Linked DNA regions of Oryctolagus cuniculus: region 1 is linked to region 2. The links are chromatin contacts, called in public Micro-C maps. All regions are on one chromosome and are shown on one strand. The core of a region is the stretch at or near the end of the contact, and the rest is flanking DNA. Distances in the headings are between cores, read along the strand shown. Region 1 holds the start of LOC127490646 (collagen, type I, alpha 1b-like). Region 2 overlaps ARHGAP26 (Rho GTPase activating protein 26).

Region 1 (5,563 bases), core at 823-3,322, 370 kb after region 2:
TGATAAACCTTTTAGTTATCTACCATGCCTACTTTCAAAAGGCCACTTCAACTTACACATACGAAAAAGCCCCTGAATCTCTGGAGAACAAATACAAATAGGTGAACACTTACAGCCATCAATCGATCTCAAGTGCACCACTCTTAAGAAACAGAAAATCCTCCGACTCACCTTGAATAGCCGTTGGAAAACACCGACCGGCCAGGGAAGTTCATAGTCCCCAGGGAAGTCAAGTTGTCATCTCCAGACCCTTGGCAGCGATTCCAATTTTCTGAACCAACAGGAATTGGCGGAATGACATTAAAAAGAGGCTTCTGCTCCTGCTGCTGTGCGTTCATGTCATAGTGGTACATCTGTCCTCCGGAGGTACTCACGCCATGAACAGAAATGGCAGATATTTTATTACCAATTATATTTGCCCCAGAAAAGCTTGCCTGACAGTACACTGGGCCCAGTTTCTCTTGCTTAATTACCCCAGGGGTGCAGAGTTCGATGAAATCTTCCTTCTCGGTTTTCACTTGGGGCAGTGGTACATTGTTGGAGTTTGATAAGATCAGATCTCCATTATCCTTAATTTTAGGTTTCGTGTCCGGTAAAATAAGAGGCTTACAGTCCTCGCTCGAATTCCCTTCCAAAAGGAATGGATCATCTTCTCCCGCCAAAGGAGAAAGCAGACAGTTCTCGTCCACCAACAGGTCTGACCTCCAAGGGCTCTCGCTCCTGTCTTTACTTGGGGACCCAGAAGAAAACTCCAAATCCTGCAAAATGTCAAAGGTGCTTTGGTCTGTGGGGTGCAACTTGGCACTGCCGGCGCTGCTGCCAGTCTGGCCCTTCGGATTCTGCCGTTCGGAGGCCAGGTCAGAGTGAGTTTTTGGAAACCCCTCTGTGGGGGCGGCAGACCCAGCAGCAGGCGCTGTGCTCCTGGGGTTGTCTGCAGCACTAGCCGACCTGTTGAGGCTCGCGATGCTTTCTTCCAGAAGCCGGAAGTCCGTTTCCCCAGAGGAAAGGCTGGTTTGGCCCTGCTGCGGGAAAGCCAGGTCACTGCCCATCACTTTGGTTTCTGTCTCGCCCATATACAATCCCATCGAGAGTGACACTGCTCTGGACAGATCCGGCTGCTGGGCATTGCTGGCTGAGCCTTTCGGAAAGTCCACCGCGAGTCTCTGCTGCTTGGAGTCCGGCTGCGCAGCAGGAGCCAGTGAGGGAGAAGATGCAGGCACCCTCACAGGAGCTCCTCCCCTTAGGGTTTTGTACAAGTCCATCACATTCCCGCGCTCCGCCGGCCTGAGCACACTGCTGGGGACCTCCTCTCTACCCGGGGGACTTAATGATTCTTTGGAGTCCATCAGTGAATATTAGCTACAAAAAAAAAAAAAAAAAAAAAAAAGGGTGGGGTGGGGTGGGGGTTGGGACATGGTAAGCTATAACCTCACATTGTCTCCGCGATCCGATTAGTAACAGCTTGTTAAATGAACCTTTTAGTTAACTCTGGAACAAATTCTTCGTTACCAGCAGAGAAGTTTCTACCCCGCAGAACAGAAAGCCCCGTCCCTGCTCCCACTCAGTGCACCCCATTCCAAAGTGCAGTGCAGTCCACCGCACAGGCAAGGGCAGAATTGAATGGGACGAAGCTGGGCTATTCAGCCTGCCACTCCCTGAACGTGCTGCCTTGCGCATCGCCGACATTCTAACTCACTACAGCTGAGTATTCTGAAGGTTCAGATTGATGTCAAAGTATTTCATTTAAACAGTGTGTTCCCATCAAAATTCCTCTCCTCTCAATCAAGGTGGTTTGCTTTTCTGAGCACCAACACAGCTAACATTTGGTGAACACTAAGCTCGAATTCTCTAGCCCCTAATTTCCCCCAAATTCAACCTCCCCTACCAGCTACTCACAGCTCCAGCCCTTTTCAGTACAATCTACTGGTGAACCAGGCACGTTTTATTAAAAAACAAACAACGCTGACGTGCTCCTTATCGTCTACGGGCTGGCAAAAAGCTCCTATTTTTAAATGCGTATTCCTGACCTGCTACATCTAATAGTGCCCACCTCCACATTTTAAATATATAAAATGAGGTAAGTTGTATACGGGCCAACTAAAACTTAAGATTTAAAAAAAAGCTCAACAAAATGTGTTGTAGCTTCCCACGACACTGTAGTTTATAGTTATCTGGTCCTTATAACTTCCCAACATCTAGATGAAACCTTATCGTTTTTTTTAAAAAAAATTTGCTTAAGACCCTCAGTACGAACCCCGATTTCTTCTCTCAAGAGTCCGCCTTTCCAAACACCGAGAAACAGAAGAGCGCAGAGCTGCAGGATCACGCCGGACCCCAGGAGCGGCAGTCCCCAGGCAGGGGCGCAGCCAGACCGGCGCGCAGTCCGTGCTCGGGACGCCAGGGCTGCCCCGAGCGCTCCGGGGACACGGCGGGCCAATCCCGTGCAACCCAAGAAAACTTTTTCCCCGCACGCGGACGTCAGCGCGGATGCAGAGCTGGGTGGGGGCCCGCACACCTCCCGCGGGCCGCGGCTTCCCCGCCCGCCCGCCTTCCTCGGGCAGCGATCTCCCAACACCGCGCGCCGATCGCAGCCTAATGAATTTCCCCGCCGCTTCCCTGACAGCTGCCTTCCAACCCGAAACCAAAACAATACCTCAGGCGGCGAAACGCCCCCTCCAGCGAGACCCGAACCCCCCGCGCGAAGACCGCAAACAGCCCCGCCACGCTCCGGGGGCCCGCGCGAACCACGCCGAGGGGGCGTCTCTCGCCGGGGGCTGCGGAGCCCCCCGCGCCGAGCCAGCACTTGCCACAAACCGCAGCACCCACCTCGGCCCGGGCGGGGAGGGTCTCTCTTCCCACAGGGGGCCCCCGCGCCGCGGCGCGAGCCGAGCGCGACGCGTCCAGACCTGTTGCGTGCTCCCCGACACGCCCACTCGCTCCGATAACACCAGCCCGGCCGAAGTCTCGGCGGTTGCGGGCGCGCTCGCCCTCGCCCCCGCGCGCTCAGCCCCGCACGCCCGCCACAAACGCTGCGCACCGGGACCGGAGGGGAAACCTGCGGGCGAGGAGAACCCGCGGGCGAGCAGAGCCCAAGCGCGGCTCGGCGCTCACCTCAACAAAAATTTTTTTAAATAAATAAATAAATAAATAAAAAACACACAAAACCGGGGTGTCGAGGCGGCCCCTTTGGGGGGAAAAGCCAACGAGACTGGGGTGCGGGGGAGGAGAAGGGGCACGAAAAAAGGCCGGGATTCCCGCCGGGGAGCCACCGGCTTGTCAACCCTAGGCCGCTCGAGGAGGCTCCCCTCGCTGCCACCGCTCCGGTTCCTCCCCCTCGGCCCGGCCGGGCGACGGCGACGGAGGGAGAGGAAGAGGCCAGCGCTGTCACCCGCGCGCTGCCCTTTCGTCACCGTCGCCTGGCCCTCGCCAGCCCCCACCCCCGCTGCCCGGGCTAATAAAAGTTTGCGGGCGCCCGCGGCGGCCCCCGGACTCGGGCCCGGGTCCGCGGCGGGTGGCACCTCGGGGAGCGAGCGCTCGCGCCGCCCCAGCCCCCACCCCGGCCGCCCGGCCGCCCGCTTCTTACCTCGGGCAGCGGCGCCGCTCTCCCGCCGCCGATCGCAGCTCCCGCCGCAGCCCAGATAAACAACTTAGCGTGTGAAAGCCGGAGGAGCAGGAGCAATTTGTGTGTTTTTTTTTTCTTCTAAAAAATGCAAGTAAACAGCCGCCCCCTTCTCCATAGGGGGAGGGGAGGGGAGAGCCCCTATTTGAGAAAGTCTCCCATTTCCCCTCGCTGACAGGCCGGCTGCCCGCCCCGCTCCGGGCTCCGCGGCTCCGAGCCCCCGCGCGCGCGCGCGCGCGTGCCCCCAGTCCCCGGCGCCCCGCCGCGGCGGCCGCTCCGGCGGCGGCGTCTCGTCGCTCCCACTTAGAAACCGTCCCCGACGGGCGGGCGGTGACTCGGGCTCCAGTCACAGATTCGAGCTCGCAAAATGGAGGAGGAGGAGGAGGAGGAGGAGGAGGAGGAGTGGGAGGAGGAGGGGAGGGAGCGCGGACTCGCGAAGGGCCGCCCGGCCGCGGCGGGCGAGCGGGACCGAGCGGGGGGCGGGCGGAGGCGGCGCCACAGCGCGCACACACTCGCACACACGCGCTCCCACTCCGCCCCCGGCCGCTCCCCGCCCGAGGGGCCGCGCGGCCGCCGCGGGGAACGGTGCAACCTGTTGGCGACGCTCGGCAACTGCAGGGGCGCCCGCAGCTCCCGCCCCCACGCCCCGCCGCCCGGCCCGACGGCGCCTGCACGCCCGCGGCCCCCCGCATGACCCCGCGAGAGCGGCCCGCGCCACCCGGAGCCTTGCGGGCTTCTCGGCGCCCCCACCCAGGAAGAAGTGCAGCGGCGGCGGCGGCGGCCGACCTGATCTCTGCCGGGCGGGCTGAGGGGGGAAACCGAGTTCCTCTAGTTTCTCTTCTCGCTGCCTGCCGCCCGCCCCCGCGCAGCGCCGCGCCTCCGGACCCACTCGTGGAGCTCGTCCCCGTCCCCGGGCGGCCAGCGCCCCTGCGGGTGACAGCGGCGGTCGGGGAGGGCCAGGGCGCGGCCCGCAGCGGGGCCGCGGGGAGCGCCGCTCGCCGCCCCCGGCCGGGGTGGGCAAAGTCTGTCACTTGGAGAGGGGCTCCGAGGCTGCGCGGGAACCGTGCCGCAGCGTCTCGGCCGCGCTCGGGGCCGGGGGGCCGGACACACCCTCCGGGAGGCTGTGGACAGCGGAGGGGAGGGCAGAGGGGCTCAGTGCATACGTACTCTGGGCCCGGGGGTGTCGCGTGGCTGCGGGTGTCCCACCCCCGCATCGTCCGGGCGGCACGGTCTGCAGCCGCCGCGCTCTCGCACCGGGAGAGAAGTTGCAAAGCAGAACCCACCCTCCCCCGCGCCCCGGCCGTCCCCCACCCTCCTCCCGGAGTCTGCGAGGCGGCGGCGGCGGCGGCGGCGGCGGCAGAAGGAGGCGCCGCCTGCCAAGTTCAACCCCCAGCCCTCCCTCCGGGCCTCCCTCCCGGCGCGCTCACACTCGAAGGAAGTTGCACGCCAAATGCAAAACCTCCGGCGAGCTGGGTTTCTCTCTGCACTTTTTAAAAAATCATGATGAAGAAAAAAAAAAAAAGCAGGGAGTGGCAGACCCAAAAAAGCAAGTCGCAACCCAAACAGCAAGTTGCTGGCCGAGGGCGCCCCTCGCCCCATCCCAAACTCCTGACCTCTCCTTCCGCCCCCTCCGGGGCCCACGGCCAAGTTCCCCGCGGAGGCCCCTCCCCCGAATCCTGACATTTGCCGCCCTCTAGCCCGGGCACCGCTCACCCTCTCGCGTTCAGGGAACCTCTGCCCCTCCACATAAAACAAAACACACGCAGCTTTAAAATGTCAGCGTTCAACTCCTTCCAGCTGTTCCCGTTACGCGCCGCTCCCCCCGCCCTCGGGCTGAGGGAAACACGTGGCCCGTCCCCGAGGAGCGGCGAGGAGTGAGGGGCGTGCTTGGGACCAGGGCTGCTGGCGCGGGGTGTCCCCCGCCCCGGCGCAGGCTCCGGCGCA
Region 2 (5,467 bases), core at 2,074-4,573:
CTGGCCAGTGCTTGGCCTCCTCAGCTCGAGCATGGTTTTTTTTTTTTTTTTTTTTTTTTTTTTTTTTTTTTCTGACAGGCAGAGTGGACAGTGAGGGAGAGAGACAGAGAGAAAGGTCTTCCTTTGCCGTTGGTTCACCCTCCAGTGGCTGCTGTGATTGGCGCGCTGTGGCCGGCGCACCGCGCTGATCCGAAGGCAGGAGCCAGGTGCTTCTCCTGGTCTCCCATGGGGTGCAGGGCTCAAGCACTTGGGCCATCCTCCACTGTACTCCCTGGCCACAGCAGAGAGCTGGCGTGGAAGAGGGGCAACCGGGACAGAATCCGGCGCCCCGACCGGGACTAGAACTCGATGTGCCGGCGCCGCAGGCGGAGGATTAGTCTACTGAGCCACGGCGCCAGCCAGGATTTTTAAAATTTTAACTTCCCTCTCATTTCTTCTGTTCAAAAACTGTTTATCCAGCTAGTGTGGATAAAGGCTTACTGTATGCCAGTTACCAAACCCTCTTTATGTGTAATTCTGTCACACAAGAGCAAGGTCTTGATATTGGTTCAGCAATAGGTCGTTGGCAAGTGCCATCAAATGTGTTTTTATTAGCTTCAGGCATTTTTCTTTTTTGAAGATTTATTTTAATTGTTTGAAAGGCAGAGTTATAGAAAGAGAGAGAGAGAGAAAGAGAGAGAGAGGTGTCTTCCAACTGTCGGTTCACTCCAATTGTCCACAACAGACTGGGGTAGGGCAGGCCAAAGCTAGGAGCTAGGAATTCCATCTGGGTCTCCTGTGTGGGTGGCAGGGTCCACCTCTTGCCCATCGTTTTTGCCTCCCAGGCACATGAGCAGGAAACTGGATTGGAAGTGTGGAGTAGTTGGAACTCTAACTGGCACTCCTATGTGGGATGTAGGTGTCCAGAGTGGAGGCTTAACCCGCTGCACCACACGTCCGCCGCTCAGAGCTTCACTTTTGAGAGAGCCTTACCGAGACAGCAAATGCGATGCCCGGAGCAGCAGAGGGAGAAAGCCCTCTTTCTCTTTTGAGCACTGTCAACCCCCAGTCTGGTGAGGAGAGCCACATGCGAGATGGAGAAGGAGCCCCCCACCTGGCTCCTAAACTGTGGCCCCCGGGTAGGCGATAACACCCCCTCTATTCCCCGCCGCTCAAATGGATTTTAGCCCCACTCCAGTGAGATTCTAAAAGTGCTTCTCAAAAGCTTTTCTGAGGGTGGCCTCTGGCCCGCCAGTGAAAAGAGAGGTGTTCACCATCCAGAAATTCATGTCCATCATTGGATTTTATGCCTGGTGTTCCATAGACCAAGGGAGTCTTACTAGCAACTTCTCAGGGGTGTTATTAACAGTTCCTAAACTTAGCCTCAAGTTTGCCCAGTGTTCCGATGTGGCGCTCTGCTGTGCAGTCTGCCGTATGGTCTGGGCAGCCCTGGCTAGTTCTCTGTGTGCTCAGAGTTTTTAGGAAGGATGTTTTTGGGGCGTTTTCAAGTGTCTCAAGCTGGTTGTGGTTTTCAATTACTGCCATATCATGTATTAATTGGAAGTTTGTAGAATCACTGTTGTGTTTAAATTGGGTGGAAATTTTGTTCTTACACAATGATTACATTGTTGCCATTTTAATTACTGCTCAGTTTGTCTTGAGTTTCTTTGACTTAGCTTGTCTTGAGTTTCTTTGTTACATGCCAGGCTATTTTTCCTCTGGAAAGTAGGACTGGGTGGGGAAGTCGTATGAAACTGTGGTTGAGTACAGGCTCGAGGGAGCTCCACCTGGTTCAAACCCCAGCTCCATCACTTGCTAGCAGTGTAACCTTTGTTAATAAACTTGCTGGACTCCAGGAAGCAGAGGCAGTGGTAGTACTGCAAGGCTTGAAGATGGAATAGAATGATTCTTACAGACTTTAGTATAGTTCATGGCGCATGAAAATGTGGTTGATTGGCGGTGGGCAGTTATTTTTACTTTTGCTTGCTGTTAAAAAGCCATTGTTCTGAAAGTTGACCTTAGATTGTCTCCTCTTCCTTCCCTTCATGCCTGAATTTCAGTTGCTGTATCACAGCACCAGTGAGACCTGTGTCCTGGCTTCCTCAGACTGCATCCCCAACATTAGCCATTTATCTCATTTCCATCAACAGGAGAGGTTGGCCGTTTTGTTCTTTAAATGAAAGGTGTGACGAGACGGAAAGAAGAGTATGGTGGTGATGAAGATACAGAACTTTATCTGTATAGAATGCTCTGTGTAGGCCACAGAATTTGCATTCTCTGCTAAATATTTCATTATTATTATTCCACTTAATTTTCACAACTGCAAGAGGCAGGGAGTGTTAAAATCCCCATTTTAGAAGTCCCCCTTTTAGAAATAGCAAGAAATGGAAATCTGTGGATGTTAATTGATAAATATGTATAGCCAACACATAGTAAAACTGAACATAAACCCCAAGCAGGCATGTACTACACATCTGTCACCACTTACAGGGAAAACAATTAATAAACCAACCGAAGGAAGAAACAAAGACAAGTTTTAGCAATGGTGAATGCACAGAGAGCTGGGACGTGATTGTGTATGCAAGTGTAGAAGCAGACTGTGCAGTGCTTCAAGATGCTGCCCTGTGGCCCTGTCGGGTGCGTCTCCCTGTCGGTCGGTCAGGCCAGCAGCCCTGTGGTGCGGGTTCAGATAGCCCAGGCAAGTGACCCTGGGGAATCACAGATGCATTTGGTGAAGACAATACAGTCCCGGGGGGAGCAGAGTTGTAAATCTGCTTGCCTGTGAACTTGTATGGGTAACACCTTCGTTTGTGCACATTCTCATCCCAAGCAGGGTGTGGCCCCATGCTCATGCAGCTGTGTGTGAGAGGAGAGTTAGACGGTTTTGTCTCATTAGTGATTTGCTTATGTCTTTAACAATGGTAAGAAGAAGAAAGCGTGTCTGTGGTTTCTCAGTACAGCCAGGATAATGGTACTGAAGGTTACTCGTAGAAGCATTCCGGGAATCCTAGTGACTCTATTCTCTCCCCATTCTCTAGGGACACAGGGATTGACTTGGCTCGGCGGTGAGCAGAATTTATTGCAAAATCACATCTTAGCGCAGAGGAAGCGTATGAAGGCTTTCCTCACTCTCCTTTGATTTATTAAATTGTACTCGCGTTGTAGCTTCTGGGTAAGGACTCAGAGAATTGCGGTGTCCTGTGATTTGTATTAAAGACCTACTTTCCTGTCCCAGTGTTTATCTTCAGGCTCTAGCCCTGCGGTTCAGAGAATATGGAGTGTTACTTCTGCGCTAGGTGCCAGCTGCTTACATGGGTTAGTGGCAGCCGCTGCAGGCAGCCGTCAGAAGGCCGTTCCCAGTTTCATTTTCTCTCTGACTCAGGGCAAGCTCGGTCTTCCGTGACTCACCTGCCCTTGCTGCCCACAGCACCTCGTCACCTCTATCGTCATCGTCATCACAGTGTCTTCGTTATCGTGGTTAGTGGTTAAGAGTTTGGGCTCTGAAGGTAGAATGTGGGAGTTGCTGTCTGGCCTCAAACTGTTTCCAGCTGTCTAACCTTGGGCAAGTGGCCCAGCTTGTGTAATGCCTTGGTTTTACTGCCTGTATGATGGGAATACTTAGGTGGGCTGAGGACCGAACAAGACAATGTCTATAGAATGCTTGGCAGGGGGTCTTGACAGATAGCAGGGCTTTTTCATCATTATTAATAAATTATTATTACTGCATGGTTATTCTTTAATGTCCCACAGATGGACACTGATAAGATAAACACACGTAATCTCTGTTTTCTAGAAGCATGTAATTGAGTATTCACTGGTGTGGACATTTAACAAATCTCCGTGTTCAATATTCAGCAGCCACTGGAGCATAGCTACCTCCAAATATAAAAAGCTAGATGCCTGAGAGGCTTTCATGTGGCCAGGTCTTAGCTAAGCACGACAGATACACTTAAAAAAAATATTGATTTATTTGAAAAGTGGAATGTTGGAGGGAGGGGGAGAGAGAGAGAGAGAGGGAGGGAGGGAGGGAGGGAGAGGGAGGGAGGCAGGCAGGGGTGGGGGGAGAGAAAGATGAGAATACCTTCCATCTGTTTGGTTCACTCTGTAAATGGTTGCAACAGCTGGGCCAGGCTGAAGCCAAGAGTCAGGAACTGCATCTGGGGGCCAAGCACTTGGGCCATTCTCCTCTGCCTTCCCAGGCACATTAGCAAGGACCTTGGTCAGAAGTGTAGCAGGTATGCTAGCACTAGCACACTTGTACTGACACTCCAATATGGGATGCCAGTGTCACAGTGGCTTCACCCATTGCCTCCCAAAGCCAGCCCAGGAAAGATGGACTTCAAGTTATTTTGGTGAGAAAAACAACTGTTTCAGTCTCTTTAGGAGCCCTGGTTAGGCATTGTTGAGAGGCTCTGGCCCCTTGAGTTGATACTGGGCAGTTGGGTTCCTGCCATTAAGACAGAGACTCTGGCGAGGCCCACCTGGAAGTGGAGGAGCCTGACTTACTCTGCCAGTTGTAAGACAAAGCCACACTATTTCAGCACACTGCTCCTCTCCCTGGCCTCGGTCTGCAGCTCTGGGCACCTGGGAGTGGAAGTAGCTCTCAGAGCAGGCTGACCACTTCTAGAGAGTGATTTGTGTGCCCTTGGCCAGTGTAGAAGGTCTCAGGAGCATCACAGTGGAGCAGCTGGTAACCGTGTGTGGTGGCCATGGCAGGGGAAGGCAAAGCAGGATCAGAACTTCGCTCTGGAGGCACAGAAGAGTAACACACCATCAGCAGTCCGAACCCTTGGGTAAACTCTACGGTCTCACACCTGTATCTGTAAGTGGACACGCCACTAGACCAATCTGTATGTTGCCTGCAAGGGTTAGATGTCAGGTGTGGCACTCAGTATGCAAACTCACCCACCTGTGCTGTTCCCTCGCCGTTATCTGGCCTCTGCAGTACCGAGGCTGCTGCCCTACCCGGGACCATCCTGATAGGCTGTGTAATCAGGCAGTGCTGGCACACACGGTTTGTTAGCCTCATTTAAAAACTCATTCTCCAGGGCTCATTTACCCAAACCAGACAGAGATAGATGGCCAGGCCTCGGAGGATCGGGCACCACGTGTTCCTGGTCCGTGGGCTTGTTGATCGCTGCTCTGCAGTTGGGGAATGTTTGGGTGTTCCCGGCAGGGGTCTCCTGAGACCCAGGGAACCTTGAAGGAAAGTAGTTTGGCATAAACTCACCTCCTGATTAAGGAGGACTGGAAGCCCTGCGTTTTGCTCTTCCTTCTGGGTTTCTGCCATCTGCAAAGAGGAGCCAGTTTCTCTCGGATGGAATGTTTGACTGCAGGGGCAGGCACACGTGAGGCATGTGCATCTCATAACAGAATGCCTGGCTTTAGTCTCAGCTCCACTCCCGATTCCAGCTTCCGGAAAATGTGCACCCTGGGAGGCAGCTGATGGTGTCTCAAGTGTTTGGGTCCCTGCCACCCCCATGGGAGA

What was found. A called contact is a pair of places that touch in the nucleus more often than the background predicts.
Region 1: a Micro-C map of ear pinna shows a contact between it and region 2, with 4 times the contacts expected there. The contact joins the promoter of LOC127490646 here to the enhancer-like site in region 2. A contact is called at or near these places in 4 of 6 Hi-C or Micro-C datasets (ear pinna, psoas muscle, skin fibroblasts and 1 more).

The regions. Positions count from the first base shown.
Region 1 is chr6:30,842,616-30,848,178 of mOryCun1.1, forward strand. It overlaps LOC127490646 (collagen, type I, alpha 1b-like), which reads left to right and starts at 2,073. Exons shown (of 4, transcript XM_070075913.1): 1 at 2,073-2,077; 2 at 2,274-3,078; 3 at 3,287-3,652; 4 at 3,740-5,113. The coding sequence starts at 2,073. The coding sequence ends at 5,113. It overlaps NR3C1 (nuclear receptor subfamily 3 group C member 1), which reads right to left and starts at 1,346. Exons shown (of 8, transcript NM_001082147.1): 1 at 172-1,346. The coding sequence starts at 1,346.
Region 2 is chr6:30,470,363-30,475,829 of mOryCun1.1, forward strand. The region is part of intron 11 of ARHGAP26 (Rho GTPase activating protein 26); the gene reads left to right. Among named protein-coding and RNA genes, the nearest start is that of ARHGAP26, 230 kb to the left of the region's middle. Within about 2 kb of position 3,324, at least 1 of the 8 cell types and tissues checked has an H3K27ac peak or open chromatin away from gene starts, as enhancers often do. A contact at or near this core is called in ear pinna, where this site is marked.